2 separate regions of the Gossypium raimondii genome follow, and region 1 is linked to region 2. A link is a contact called in public Hi-C data. All regions are on one chromosome and are shown on one strand. The core of a region is the stretch at or near the end of the contact, and the rest is flanking DNA. Distances in the headings are between cores, read along the strand shown.

Region 1 (6,928 bases), core at 2,432-4,931, 330 kb before region 2:
CTTGAGAGAATGACTGTTGTAATGATAATATCTGAACAATTATAAGAACATTTTCTCTTAATGGTAACATTAAGATAACTTCTGTTCATAAAACCAAAAATTATTGAAAACTTGAGTACCTTTTTTTTTTCCCAATTAACTCCTTATTTTGCTTAATATGAGCTTTGACACGGTCATTTCTTGAAATCAGGTTAGAGGAAATGCGCAGTTTCCGGGATCGCATCCAGTTTCACTCAACAGGTCCTTAATATGTTTTGTTTTATTCTGTTTTCTTGGTTTAAGTGGTACATGTCTTTGTCACATGACTAGTTTACCTATATGCTGGTTTCTGTTTGTTCATTTTGTTGACACGGGCAAGTTATCTCTTGGATCTGTGATCAGGCTTTAAGCTCTTGCTCTCTCTTTTATTTTTTATTTTATCATGCAGGAGTTTCCTTGTTAAATTAGTAGAGTAAAGGTGCACTGAGATGTGCAAGAGGTTATGAAGCATAAGTATTTAAAAATTAGTTTAGGAATTTGGTGGTCGCCAGTTTGGTAGTTAGGTTTAATGCAGAGGACATTTATCGAGAATATGCATCTACATTTTAAATAACTTTTTTATGAAAATACTTTCATTTTCCTAAGGTCTTATGCTGACACGTTGTTATTTCTCTTTTTCCATTATTTCTGGGGATTTGCTTGGTCCTTGGTGATAATGGAAGTATTTATATCGTCCATTGTACATAAAAAATAATAGTGAATAAAGATAAGGTAAAGATATGTCTGAAGGTACGCCACTGGTTCGGAAAAGTTCCTGAAGCTTGCATGAAGAACTTACCATTGTAGAGAGTAGTTTTCTTTTACTTTTACTTTTACTTTTTGATCCTTTTGTGTATATGTTTTCTGCCAGAATCTTATATAAAATTAAGTTATCTATTTTGTGCTTGCAGGGACAACTTACAACTTTTAAGGCAACGATATTATTATGCCACTTGGAAAGCAGATGGAACACGATATATGATGTTGATAACTGTTGATGGATGTTACTTGATTGATAGGAGCTTTAATTTTCGAAGGGTTCAGATGAGGTTTCCATGCAGACACCCAACTGAAGTGTGTATAAGCATATCTTTTTTTCTTTCTTTCTAAGGAACATATTGGGAATTTAGTGTCTCTCCATTCATGATGTTATTAATTCGACACAACTTTCTCACCTGTAAGGGTATAGGGGATGGAACTCATCATTTCACATTGCTTGATGGCGAAATGGTAATTGATACCTTGCCAGACTCTCAGAAGCAAGAGAGAAGATATCTCATTTATGATATGATGGCACTTAACCATACGCCTATCATCGAGGTTGGTTGTGCTTATTTATTACAAGTTCTTTTTCTTAATTGTTTGTCCTCTTTAGCATAATACGAAATTAATGGTATTTTTCGAACCAGTTATATTTTTCGAAACAGTTATCTTATCATACTCTATTGTAGGCTTTTGGAGACTATATTTTGAACATCATGATTAGGCTTGTAGAAATGCTTTAATGATCTCAAGACTTATTTTTGTTTTGGATTTTGATCTCCCTAACCAAAATTTTCAGTAAGCATTATTTGATGTTGGTGGGAACCACTTGTCATCCATTTGGGGGAATGGAAGATAACAGTTAAGTTACTTAATGGTTGTAAAGTAATTTGTCAAAGGAGTTTGTGTTGGTTGCCGTTATTAGTTTCTGTTTGCTTCTTTTCTAGATTTTTTTTTGGTTTTAGTTTTGTAGATTCAAGAAGGGATTATTAGATGAAAAAGTGCCATTTAATTTTCAGAATCATGTTATATCTCCATTTTCTCTTGTGAAAAGAAAACCCATAAAACATATCTAGTAATCCTATAGTTTGAAATTGGTGCAGCGGCCTTTCTATGAGCGATGGAAAATGCTGGAGAAAGAAGTGATTGAGCCTCGAAATTATGAACGGCATAACATCTACCAAAGCAGGAATCCTTATTACCGTTATGACCTTGAACCCTTTAGGGTATGTATTGAGGAATATCGGTTTGTAATACATTGATCTATTTTTACCTCTGTGAGATGGCCTAAGATTTTGCTTAATCTTTTATCAGGTGCGGAGGAAAGATTTTTGGTTGCTCTCTACTGTAAATAAGGTTTTGAAGGAATTTATCCCCAAGCTCTCTCATGAGGCAGATGGCCTTATTTTTCAGGTGATTGAAGAGGATTATTGGATTAATCTCTAATTTTTCATCGCTTAACTCATACAATCATCCAATAGTTATCCTTTTCAGTTTCTTACTCTACATCCTGTTAATTCATGCATCTTTACACTGAAGTTTGGTTCAGTTTCATAGGCCTGCTCTATGGGAAAAGAATGTTATGCATTTAGCTGCACTTGGTTACTGATTTTATTTTATTATATATTTTTTCAGGGCTGGGATGATCCTTATGTACCTCGTACTCATGAAGGTCTTCTGAAGTGGAAATATGCTCGGCTGAACTCTGTTGATTTTCTATTTGAGGTTGTCTTTTCGTTTTCTTTTAATTGGTTTTTGTTGTTAAATTGGCTCTTTTTGGCTTTAAGAATTTGTTGATATTCTTCCTTAAACTGAAAGCTTTATGTCTTGACAGATTGGTAGTGACGATCGTGAACAGCTTTTTCTGTTTGAACGGGGGAGAAAGAAGTTGATGGAAGGGAATAAAGTTGAATTTAGAGGTTGCCGTGAAGTGATTGTGTTTATTCCCTTTTTTTTGTTTGTTTTATTTGAGATCAATAATATTGATTTTTATTTTTCTCACTTTTATGAATTACTTGCAGATGCTCCAGATCCCCCTTCTTCTTTCTCTGGGAAAATTATAGAGTGTTCTTGGGATCCTGATGAACATGTGTGGGTCTATATGCGGATCAGGACAGATAAGTCGACTCCCAATGATATCAATACTTTTAGGAAGGTCGGACTCATTTGCTGATTTGACAATTAGTTAAATTCTTTCCTTATCTAATAGCAGAAAGTAAAAGCTATTTGCTTATGCAAGAACAGGTTATGCGAAGTATCAGGGATAACATCACAGAGGAAATCTTATTAAATGAGATAAATGAGATTATTCAGTTGTCCATGTATGCTGATAGAATAAGGATTGACAGCAAGGCACGCATGCATGCAAATGCAGTGCGACGCAGGTAACCGAACAGCATGCTGGCTGGTGTGTAGTTGATTTGATTGAGGTATTGGATGCTTGGGTGTGCCTTTGATTGCATGCGTGGTCCAAGTTTCTGTTGGTTGCAACTTGAGAGTTATGTGCATACCTAAGCTGGTGAGGGCATCATGTAATTAGCTATCTCTGCTGTTAGTCTTGTAGGGTGAGTTGTATGATCCAGGGTGGTACATTAGTTGAATAGTTGGGCCACATTCAGGTTGGAAACTATTTTTCTTACAGTCGTTCAGATGAAGAGGATTAGAATTAGGGTAACCAATGTATATTAGTGTATTTCTTTTTCTAGTTTCTCCCCTGTACTGGTGATCCCTTGAGTAATATTAGAAGTAATCATTTTCCTGTCTTCTGTGACTATTTTGCTGGGTTTTAAGTGATACTCTGAGTTGGGCCGAGTGGTAGTAATTGAAAAGAAGTTGATGAGCCGTTAGAAGGTAACTAAACTTGGCTATTCGTTTGGTTAGGTGGGAATTTACGTTTTGAATAACACGTACTTTGGACAAAATCAACTCAATAAGTGTAAATGGCGATTCTGTTAACATATGCTATTTTCACTCTTACTGGTACGGTGCCAAACAAATGAAATAACAACTGCCACAATCAATCACCTTAATTTATTTTCTAATTGAAATGCGATTGATCTTAAAAATTCTCTTTATATCCAAAATAAATTTTTTTAGGGGAATTGAATCAAATCACTTGTTTTTAATTCATTGAACCATCGATTAAACAATAAATAAAAACTAACCAGTTGGATTCACCCCATTCAATCCCTACAACCGGGTTTATAATATTTTCTATCATCTCCTTTTCCCATTTCCAAATTTTCTTTCATCTGCAAAATAATACTCAAATAATTACGCAATTTTTTTTTATTCTTTTCCCTCCAAAATTTCTGTACTGAAAACCATCAGACAGTATGATATCCTTCGACATTAGGGTCGTTTGGTTTCTTTTCCTTTTGATTACTCGCTGGGGTTTCACTCATGGCCAGGACTCCAAAAATAAATTCCGTGAACGAAGGGCCACGGACGACGAACTTGGTTATCCCGAAATGTATGTTAGTTTCTACCTTCGTCGATCTTAATATTCTTTTTTTTTCGGATTTGTCAATTGGATTCAATCAGAGGAGAGGAGCTGTTGTTATAAGAAAATTTATCGTGTTTGAATGTGTAGGGATGAAGATGCCTTGTTGAACACACAATGCCCCAGAAATTTAGAACTTAGATGGCAAACAGAGGTCAGCTCTAGCATTTTTGCTACTCCGTTGATCACCGATATCAATAGGTGAAGTTTTACTCTTCCTTTAAATTTCACGTTTTTTTTTATTGCGTGGTGATCTTTTGATGTACTAAAATTTTTCTTTTCATTTCATTTTCCGAAATCTACTGATTTTATAGTAAATTAATCTTTTGTCATGATTTAGTTGACTCGATTGTGTAATTCTTAGTGACGGGAAGCTTGATATAGTGGTTCCCGCATTTGTTCACTACCTAGAAGTTCTAGAAGGTTCTGACGGCGACAAAATGCCGGGTACTAATCCTTTGTTTTCTTCTGCTCATGTTCGTAAGATAAACTTGTTTATTTAGTTATGCCATCTGTAGTAATTTGATTAAAGTTGATGTGTTTGAATTTTCAATAATATGGCAGGTTGGCCTGCTTTTCACCAGTCAACCGTGCATTCTAGTCCTCTCTTGTTTGATATTGATAATGATGGTGTCACAGAAATTGCTCTGGCTACCTACAATGGCGAAGTACTTTTTTTCAGGTTATTTAATTGCTCACTATCTAAAATGCTCCTTTCCTAAGTTGCTAGAGGAACTCGTGGTGGTGATGTTTGCATACTAATTTCTCCAAGTTTCTTACTTTTAGGATTTCAGGCTACATTATGACTGATAAATTGTCAGTACCTCGTAGAAAAGTTCGTAAAGATTGGTATGTGGGATTGCATCCTGATCCAGCGGACCGTTCTCATCCAGATGTTCATGATGATTTACTTTTGGAGGAGGCTTCTAAAATGAATGCAATGAGCCGTATGCTATTCCAAGTTTCAATAATTTATATCCCTCTTACTTCTAATTTTGTACTAGTTTCTATGAAAGCTCCCTTGCCCTCTACCACATAATGGTAGTTTGCTGGCCATAAACTGGCACAAAGCATACAGCACATTTCATCGAGGGATTATATTGTTGTGTGTTTATACTTTGGAGCATTTTCTTATAATGAATCACACCAATCACATCAAAACATCTTGGTTATCCTTGCAGAAATAAATGGAAATGTACCTGAATCTAACCTTACGGGTTTCGTACCAACAGAAAGTCACTCTAGCAAGGATAACTTATCAAATGCAGAGAATGGAAACAAAGTAAATGTAAGTCTAAAAGACAATACAATCAAGCTGCCAACTGGTTACGGTAATTCTTCTTTAAACCCTGAAGCAGTGGGAAGCACTGAAGGACATAATGGAACAAGTCCTCAGAGACGACTTCTAGAAGATAACAACTCAAAAGGTTCCCAGGAAGGTAGTTCTGATTCAAAAGAGAATGTTCAGGAAGCTACTGTGGAAAATGAACAAGGGTTAGAAGCAGATGCAGATTCATCTTTTGAGTTATTCCGTGATACTGAGGAGTTGGGCGATGAGTATACTTATGATTATGATGATTATATTGATGAATCTATGTGGGGAGATGAAGAGTGGACTGAAGGACAACATGAGAAAAGGGAGGATTATGTGAATATTGACTCACACATCTTGTCTACTCCAGTGAGTTTAAATTTCAATTAGACAAAGCGTTTCTTTCTAGTGGAGGACTTTGTTGCCAGACAGAAGTAATAACTATTAAAGTCAAACATTTTGCTCTCTTATTGTCAATAGGTCATAGCAGACATTGATAAGGATGGGGTGTCAGAAATGATTGTTGCTGTTTCCTACTTCTTTGACCATGAGTAAGTTCTCTCCTTTGCCTTTCAGTCTTACTTGGTAATCTAGGTTCTCTCAAGTGCCACTTGAAGTTCATTTAAGGGAAATTATAGCTTCCCCCCGCTTTTATTTTCCTGTCCATTTCACATTTAACCTTTTTCAATAAGTTTTAAGTTAATTTGTTTTCATGGAAGTAGGGTTGCTTTACAGTTGAAGCTGAAAAACAGACATTATATGTTAGGTATTATGACAACCCAAAGCATATGAAGGAACTTGGAGGTATTGACATTGGAAAATACGTTGCTTGTGGAATTGTGGTATTCAATCTTTATACAAGGCAGGTTAAGTGGACAAGAGACTTAGATTTGAGTACAGATACTGCCAACTTCCTAGCACATATATATTCTTCTCCCAACGTTGTTGATTTGGATGGTGATGGAAACTTGGACATCCTTGTTGGAACTTCATTTGGCTTGTTTTATATATTGGATCACCATGGTAATCCCTTTAGACTGATATTATCCTTTTGACCCCTTTTCCTGTATATCGAGTTTATATTTGTGTTATATGAGTCTGCCATACTTCACAACGTAGCTTGATACATGATTTTGATTTTGCCTCGATTATGTGGGTTTTATATCTGAAAGTATTGGAAATGCCCTTAAGTGGTTTGTCATTCTTGCTTCCATTCCATTCTGAACTTTCTGAAGATTTTCTCATCAGGCCAGTTGTTTTTTTCGGTATCTTACATTATTGTTTTTTCCAATTTGAACTGACTTTAAATTATAAGGAACTTCCTCGATTCTTTT
Region 2 (6,773 bases), core at 1,363-3,862:
TAAAATTGTATACACTTGTGGTATCAATGAGGATGCATTGGTTAGGCACTTAAGATGGTTGATTTAGCATGGTTTTAGCTTGTTTAATGTCACTTTGATTAGGTCTTTTGGCTGGTAAATAGATTACTTAGAGTCCAAGTAAGCTTGAATTAGTAAACTTGTTGTTTAAGGTTCATTTTAGGTCCACGCTGCTTGAGACACAGGCATGTGACTCAGCCATGTGAGACACACAACCTGGCGCCACGGCCATGTGTCATTTGATGAATTATTTAGGGTGCAAGTCAATGAGTTACACGGCCTAGCACACGGGCGTGTGACACCGGGTTGGGACACGACCATGTATCCCTAGTTCGATTGTTACATGGCCCAAGACATGGGCATGTGTCTCAGCCGTGTGAGGCACACAGCTTGGCCTCATGGCCATGTGACCCCTGTTTTGTAGATTTTTTATCTTTTTCCTAAACTTTCCAAACTGATTCAAATTGATCCCAAATTGTTTCTAGACTATTTTTAGGTGCTTGAGGGCTCGATTCGGGGACTATATGCATGTGTATGAATAATTTATGATATGATTACAATATTGAATGATATAAGTTTCAAATGTTTTTGATTGTTTAGTAATACTCCGCAACCCTAATCCGATGACGGAAACGGGTTAGGGGTGTTACAAAAAGAGAGAAAGGAAAGATTTATTCTCTAGAGTAGGTGAGAAAGTAAAGAAGGTTATGATGTACAATGTCTTGCAGAAAACAAAATGATAAGACATTTTACAATAAAAACATGTTTTTTTAAAAGTTGACTTGTACATTATTTTACATTAATAAACTTGTTTTATTGAACCAAACATAAAAAGAAATTGATTTTGATTTGGTAATAAGAAATTTTGCCCTCAAAGTTTACATATTTTGTTAATTTGATGTTAATTTATCAAATTTAACTCACTACATTTGTGTAAATTAAGGCTAAATTTGTTGATTTTTTAGAATTAAGACTAAAATGACAAAATATGTAAACATCAAAGGCTAATTTTGTTGTTATATCAATCAAAGTATTACAATTGACAGATGACATAAATGTCGTTATTATTATTTTTTTAAACAATCTCATTATAGGTTTCAATCTTATCTGCTCTTTTTAATATAGTGCCTAGAACTACCTATAGCCCCTCCCCAACCCTTAAATAGGAGGATAATATGTTTCAGCACACTCGAACCCACGTCTTCCTACACTAACAACAATGTCTATGTTAATTGAGCTAAAATGCAATCAACACATTAACGTTATTATTAATTATTCTTAGTTGCTTACTTTCAAAATTGACGAGGATTAAATTGCTTTAATTTTTTTGAGAGCGATCAATTTGCTCAATTTCAAAATTGGGAGAATAAAGAAATCCTTTTAACTAAATATACATTAATCTAATTCTTATATATATTTTAAATAGTTAATATGAATAAAGTTATTTGATGATTCTTATATACATTAATCTCAACTTTTGTGTTTGGTAAAAATAAAAGTGAGTATTTTGTATATTTACAATGTATTTTATTTTATTCCACAAATAACCTTAAAATATTGACATGTATCTTTTTTAATATTTTATTATACTCCTATAAAATACTTATCAATATCTTATTAAAATCTAAAATTCTACTATCAATTAATAATTTCTCAAAAAATAATATTTATAATACTTTTAACTTCAAAAATCAAATTTCTCTACTAATTTTGTAATGAAAAAGCACATTTCACCTCCCATTAAAAATTTGGATGACATGAAAGACAAACATCTCACGTGCCAATATTGATCTTCTCCAAATAAAAAGACCAGAAAACCAAACATCCAATTTCATTCACCAACAAGCCAAATGTCCGTCGATATCTCTCTTCTGATTGGCCATCACCCTTCCCTCATAATATTTTAGAGAAAAATAGCGTTGCTTTGGCCACAGTAGCGCCCACAATCTCCGTTTTCTTCAACACCAATCACGAGTTAGCAGCTTTGACCCCTCTGTTTCTCTCTGCCTTCACTTTCAGCCTCATCATTCTCTGTTTCATAGTTTTGTAAGCAGTACAAAATATAACTCAAAAGTAGACCTGTCCATGGGCCGGGCCGGGTTTGGGCCGGGCCCGGAAAAAATTTTGACCCGACTCTTAGGCCCGGGCTCGGCCCTGTCCGACCCAAAATATGGGCCTGAAATTTTACCTAGGTCCGGCCCGGGAAAAAATAATAAACCCGAGCCCGGCCCAGTTTTTAATAAATACAAAAAAGAATATTTTAAAAATAAAAAAATAAAAAAAATTTTAAAGTATTTTAAAATTAAAAAATAAAAATAAAAAATATATATTTATTATATTCGGCCGGGCCCGGGCCAAAAAAGTTGAGCCCGAGCCCGGCCCATTTTTTAAACGGGTCTCGTTTTTTTGCCCAAACTCATATTTCGGGTCTATATTTTTACCCGAACCCTCTCATATTTCGGGCAGATCGTCGGGCCGGGCCGGGCCGCCCGGCCCATGAACAGGTCTACTCAAAAGAGTGCTTATAATTCATTTCTATCATGCACTTTCTCTTTCCTCTCCTTGCTTTTGCTTTACCTTCATAACAAAATATTAACTGCTAAAGATTTCCCCCAACTTTTAGCTCTCCAATTCTTTAGAACCTTCTTTGTTTTGTTTTAGTGTTTTTGCTTTCTTTATCGATTTACTGCCCTTTTTTTTTTTTCCAGTTTGTGTTTAAATCTATGATCTGGGTTTTTAAATTTTAATCTCTATATCAATTTTCTTGTTGTAATTGTAGTATGCAATTTTGGATCTACTATGTATGTCTAGGGTTTTTCATTTATATTTGCAAAGATCTGCTTTTTCTTTTTCTTTTTCTTTTTCTACCAGCTCTCGAATTTTCCTTGGGTTTTGGAAAGTTCACTTTTTTGAGATTCCTCAACTTAATCTTGTGTGAAAAAGGGTACCGAATCCATTTTAATGTTTTTATGATTTGATATTTCGTTGCTAATTTAAAACAGTCATACTTCTCTGCATTTTTCTAATTTGGTTTTTCTCTCTCTTTGAACAATTTCATTCAAAGAGGGAGAAAAGCATAGTTTTCTTCTTTCTTTTTTTGCGTACGGGCAAATCATCTTTGGCAGTTTACATAACCAGTAACAAATGAATAGGGGACTTGAAATTCTCTCTCCAGCCTCTTATTTACACACTTCCAATTGGTTGTTTCAAGAGAGTGAAGGTACTAAATGGACGCCTGAAGAGAACAAGTGCTTTGAAAATGCTTTGGCTTTATATGATAAAGATACCCCTGATCGATGGATTAAGGTGGCATCTATGATTCCTGGAAAAACAGTTGGGGATGTCATCAAGCAATACAGAGAATTGGAAGAAGATGTGAGTGATATAGAGGCTGGCCTGATTCCAATCCCTGGATATAGCCGTGATTCTTTTACATTGGAGTGGGGTAATGATAGTCAAGGCTGTGATGGATTTAGACACTATTACACTCCTGGTAAAAGAGGGACTGGGTCTCGTTCTTCTGATCAAGAAAGGAAGAAAGGGGTGCCATGGACTGAAGAAGAACACAGGTAACTGCTAGCCCTTTTTTTTGGTTCTTTATATATTTGACAATTATGATCAGTCCTTAGGATATCAGGTATCAATGGAGTTTCCTGTTTGAATCTTGCAATTGTTATGAATGTTGACAATGTGGTTGGTTGGTAAACACTGTGTATATTTTGTTGGTGCATGTCGCTTTTCTTGGTTGTGCAAATTCTGTACCGTTCAATGGTTTTCAGCATTATTCCTAGCGGCTTATGATGTTTGACTTGATGATTAATGACAGGCAATTCTTAATGGGTCTTAAAAAGTACGGTAAAGGGGATTGGAGAAATATTTCACGCAATTTCGTGACTACCCGAACACCGACTCAAGTGGCAAGTCATGCTCAGAAATACTTCATCAGGCAGGTCACCGGGGGGAAAGACAAGAGGAGGTCCAGTATCCATGATATCACAACGGTTAACGTTCCTGATACTCCCTCTTCGTCACCGGATCACTGCAAGCATTCGTCTTCAAGTGATTCTTCTGCAGTCATACAGGCACAGCAGCAAGCTAAACTAGCCACAACTAAAGAGATCGACTTTGAATGGAAGCAACAAAATGGAGCAGCTATGGTTTTCAACCGGACGAGTAATTGCAATGCTTTCGTGTCCCCCTTCTGTGGGATTTCATCATACGGACCCAAGCTGGAGGAACAAAATTTGCTTGGAGAAACTCTTCCCAGATCTCAATTCGGATCTTACAACACTCTTTTCCAGATGCAGTCAATGCAACAACATCAATAAACTGAGTGAAAATGTGGGAAGACTTTTCTCAAGGTATTATTATTAGTTAAAAGAGATGAAGATGAAGCCTACTAGTGATGTGTATATCTTGGAGATGCATTTTAGTCCATAGTTTCCACTATAAAGAGAGATCAGTTAGGTGGTTTTGTGATTTATCATTCAAATTCTGAATCATTGAACCAAAAAGATAAAAGCTTATTTACATGAAGCTTGGGCTCTTGTTAATTCTAGTCTTGTCGTGTGTCTGCATCATCTGTTGTAACCTGTTATTCTTAGATTGATTGTGTGTGTTCTATAGATACCACCATGTGGATCCGAGTCCTCTGCAAAATGACAGACTGTACTATAGAGGCTTAAAATTTGATATGAGCCTGAAATAATTCATATTTCCTTGCTTCAAACACTGATGTTCAGCACCTTAACTTGGGACAACATGAAGAAATCCATGGATCAGCTTTGGTGTTTTAGCCACAAGGGGTTATTTTGTTGTTGCTTATGAGTTTGCACTGAAGCAGTTAATAAGGCTATTGTAATGAAATTATATTGTGGTTTAAAGGATATATGGCCAAAGTGGAAGCAGGTGATTTGAGCAATATGCCATGTCAAATGTTGATTTATCTGACTCATAATGCATGCTTTTTTAAAGATATAGTTTAATGACTGTGCTTAATCGTGATGTCTTTTTGGCAAATTCGGGTTTATATTTTAATAGCAAATTCCTTGTTGGCAATAAAGAAAAAAAGAAAGTAAATGGTAGTTTAATTAGTTGACTGATGTTGATAATAGAATCTTGACTGATCCAAGGTTAAGAACCACTAATCAAAGCATCTCATTCTTCCATTCCACTTTGATTTTAAACTGATTATTTTTGCCAAAGACTCCCTGATTCTTTTTCAAACCCCCCCCCCCTCCCATTTTTTTTAATGGTCAGTGAAGGAATCTTAGCATCATAGATCAATCATTCTCATCTATCTTCTTCTAATATGGTGGGATTTTGGAATTGGAATTTAGGAATGCCAGATCATATGTGACCACATCTTTTGTCTCCATTTTCCTTTTCTTCAGGATGGACCTCAAAGATACCTGCAAAAAGAAAATAATAATAACAATAATAGTAGTATCCATGGCTTTTCATTTGGGTCAAAGCACTAAAAATTTTGTAAGCATCTTGGTCCTGGTTAGTGCAGTGAGGGATCCTGAAGTGATCTGTAACCCGTATTACTTTTTCTAAAGGGTTACTTTTTTCTTCTTTTTTTTTCATTATGCCTGCTTTTCCATTGTTCTTTGCTGTTCCAGCAAGCTTCATGAAAACCTCGGTGGCCACCGTATTGCTACCACAATGCATGTATAAATTTCGGTCCCACCAACTTGTCAAACAATTTAAAGGCAGCATGGAGCAATATATAAAGTAAAATAAACTTTTTTTTTATTTTCTGTTTATGAATTAACTGTCCATCCACCTTCTTTTCTTGCAAGTTGCATAGGGAAGCACTTCGGTCACTTTATTCTAAAATTTTCAATCAAAAATGCCCTCAGCTTCTTTAAGCCCTTGGGTATTTTTGGGACCGCACAGATCCCACTCTGCTCTCTTTTTTTTCCTCTTCAAATTGAAAACTCTGATTACTTTCCCTCTGTTACTATTATTATTTGAATTTAGAAGGTAGATATTTAATTTTGTCCAGATTATTTCAGTTTGAATTATACGTTAATTAACCCTTAATAACAGTCGGAATAATTGATTTTAAACTCGATTTGACATAGACTTATTCACCCGGCCCGTTTGTAAAGTGAGAGGGTTTGAATAGAAATATAGCCCGAAAAATAGATTTGAACAAAAAAATAATGCTTGTTTAAAAATGGGTCTAGCCTCAGGTAAGCCATTTTTGCCCGAGCCCAACCCGAATTCACAAAAGGACAAAAAAATGCTATTTTTTGTTGTTTTAATGTTATTTTCTTGTTGTTGTCTCCTTATTTTGATACAATTTCACTATTATATTACTAATATTTTGTTGTTATTATATGGATATTGCCTAACACTTGTTTTATTGTTAATTTTATAATTATTTTAAAGGCATTTACTTGTTTAGTTGCATTTATCTTAGTATTATTTAAGTATACATATTTTTTAAAATTTATTTTCAATTTGTTAGGAAATATTTATTTTAATATTTTTAGTATTTTTTATGTATTATATATATTTAAAAAACATATAAAAAAGTAATATGGGAGGGCAGGGCTGGGCCCGGGTTTTAGCATTTTTATCCTGGTCGGGCATGAGTAAAATTTTTGGCCCATTTTTCGGGTCGAGCTGAGCCCGGGCCTAGCAAATGGGCCTAAATTTTTTGGTTGGGCTCGGCTCAGCTCGGCTCTGCCCATGAACACCTCTAATTTGGCATTAGTTCTACTTCTTCAGTATTGAGTAGAGGT

What was found. A called contact is a pair of places that touch in the nucleus more often than the background predicts.
Region 1: a contact with region 2 is called in a Hi-C map of leaf, with 2.0 times the contacts expected there. The contact joins the promoter of LOC105781039 here to the promoter of LOC105780118 in region 2.

What each region holds. Positions count from the first base shown.
Region 1 is chr4:10,258,209-10,265,136 of ASM2569854v1, reverse strand. LOC105781039 (protein DEFECTIVE IN EXINE FORMATION 1) reads left to right here and starts at 3,681. Exons shown (of 13, transcript XM_012605611.2): 1 at 3,681-4,252; 2 at 4,373-4,483; 3 at 4,647-4,729; 4 at 4,847-4,964; 5 at 5,069-5,229; 6 at 5,464-5,963; 7 at 6,075-6,145; 8 at 6,361-6,617. The coding sequence starts at 4,116. It overlaps LOC105780117, which reads left to right. Exons shown (of 18, transcript XM_052629355.1): 10 at 191-240; 11 at 930-1,092; 12 at 1,201-1,338; 13 at 1,884-2,006; 14 at 2,095-2,193; 15 at 2,416-2,505; 16 at 2,615-2,699; 17 at 2,802-2,935; 18 at 3,025-3,542. The coding sequence ends at 3,168.
Region 2 is chr4:9,929,893-9,936,665 of ASM2569854v1, reverse strand. LOC105780118 (transcription factor DIVARICATA) reads left to right here and starts at 2,612. Exons shown (of 2, transcript XM_012604250.2): 1 at 2,612-3,587; 2 at 3,845-4,906. The coding sequence starts at 3,163. The coding sequence ends at 4,346.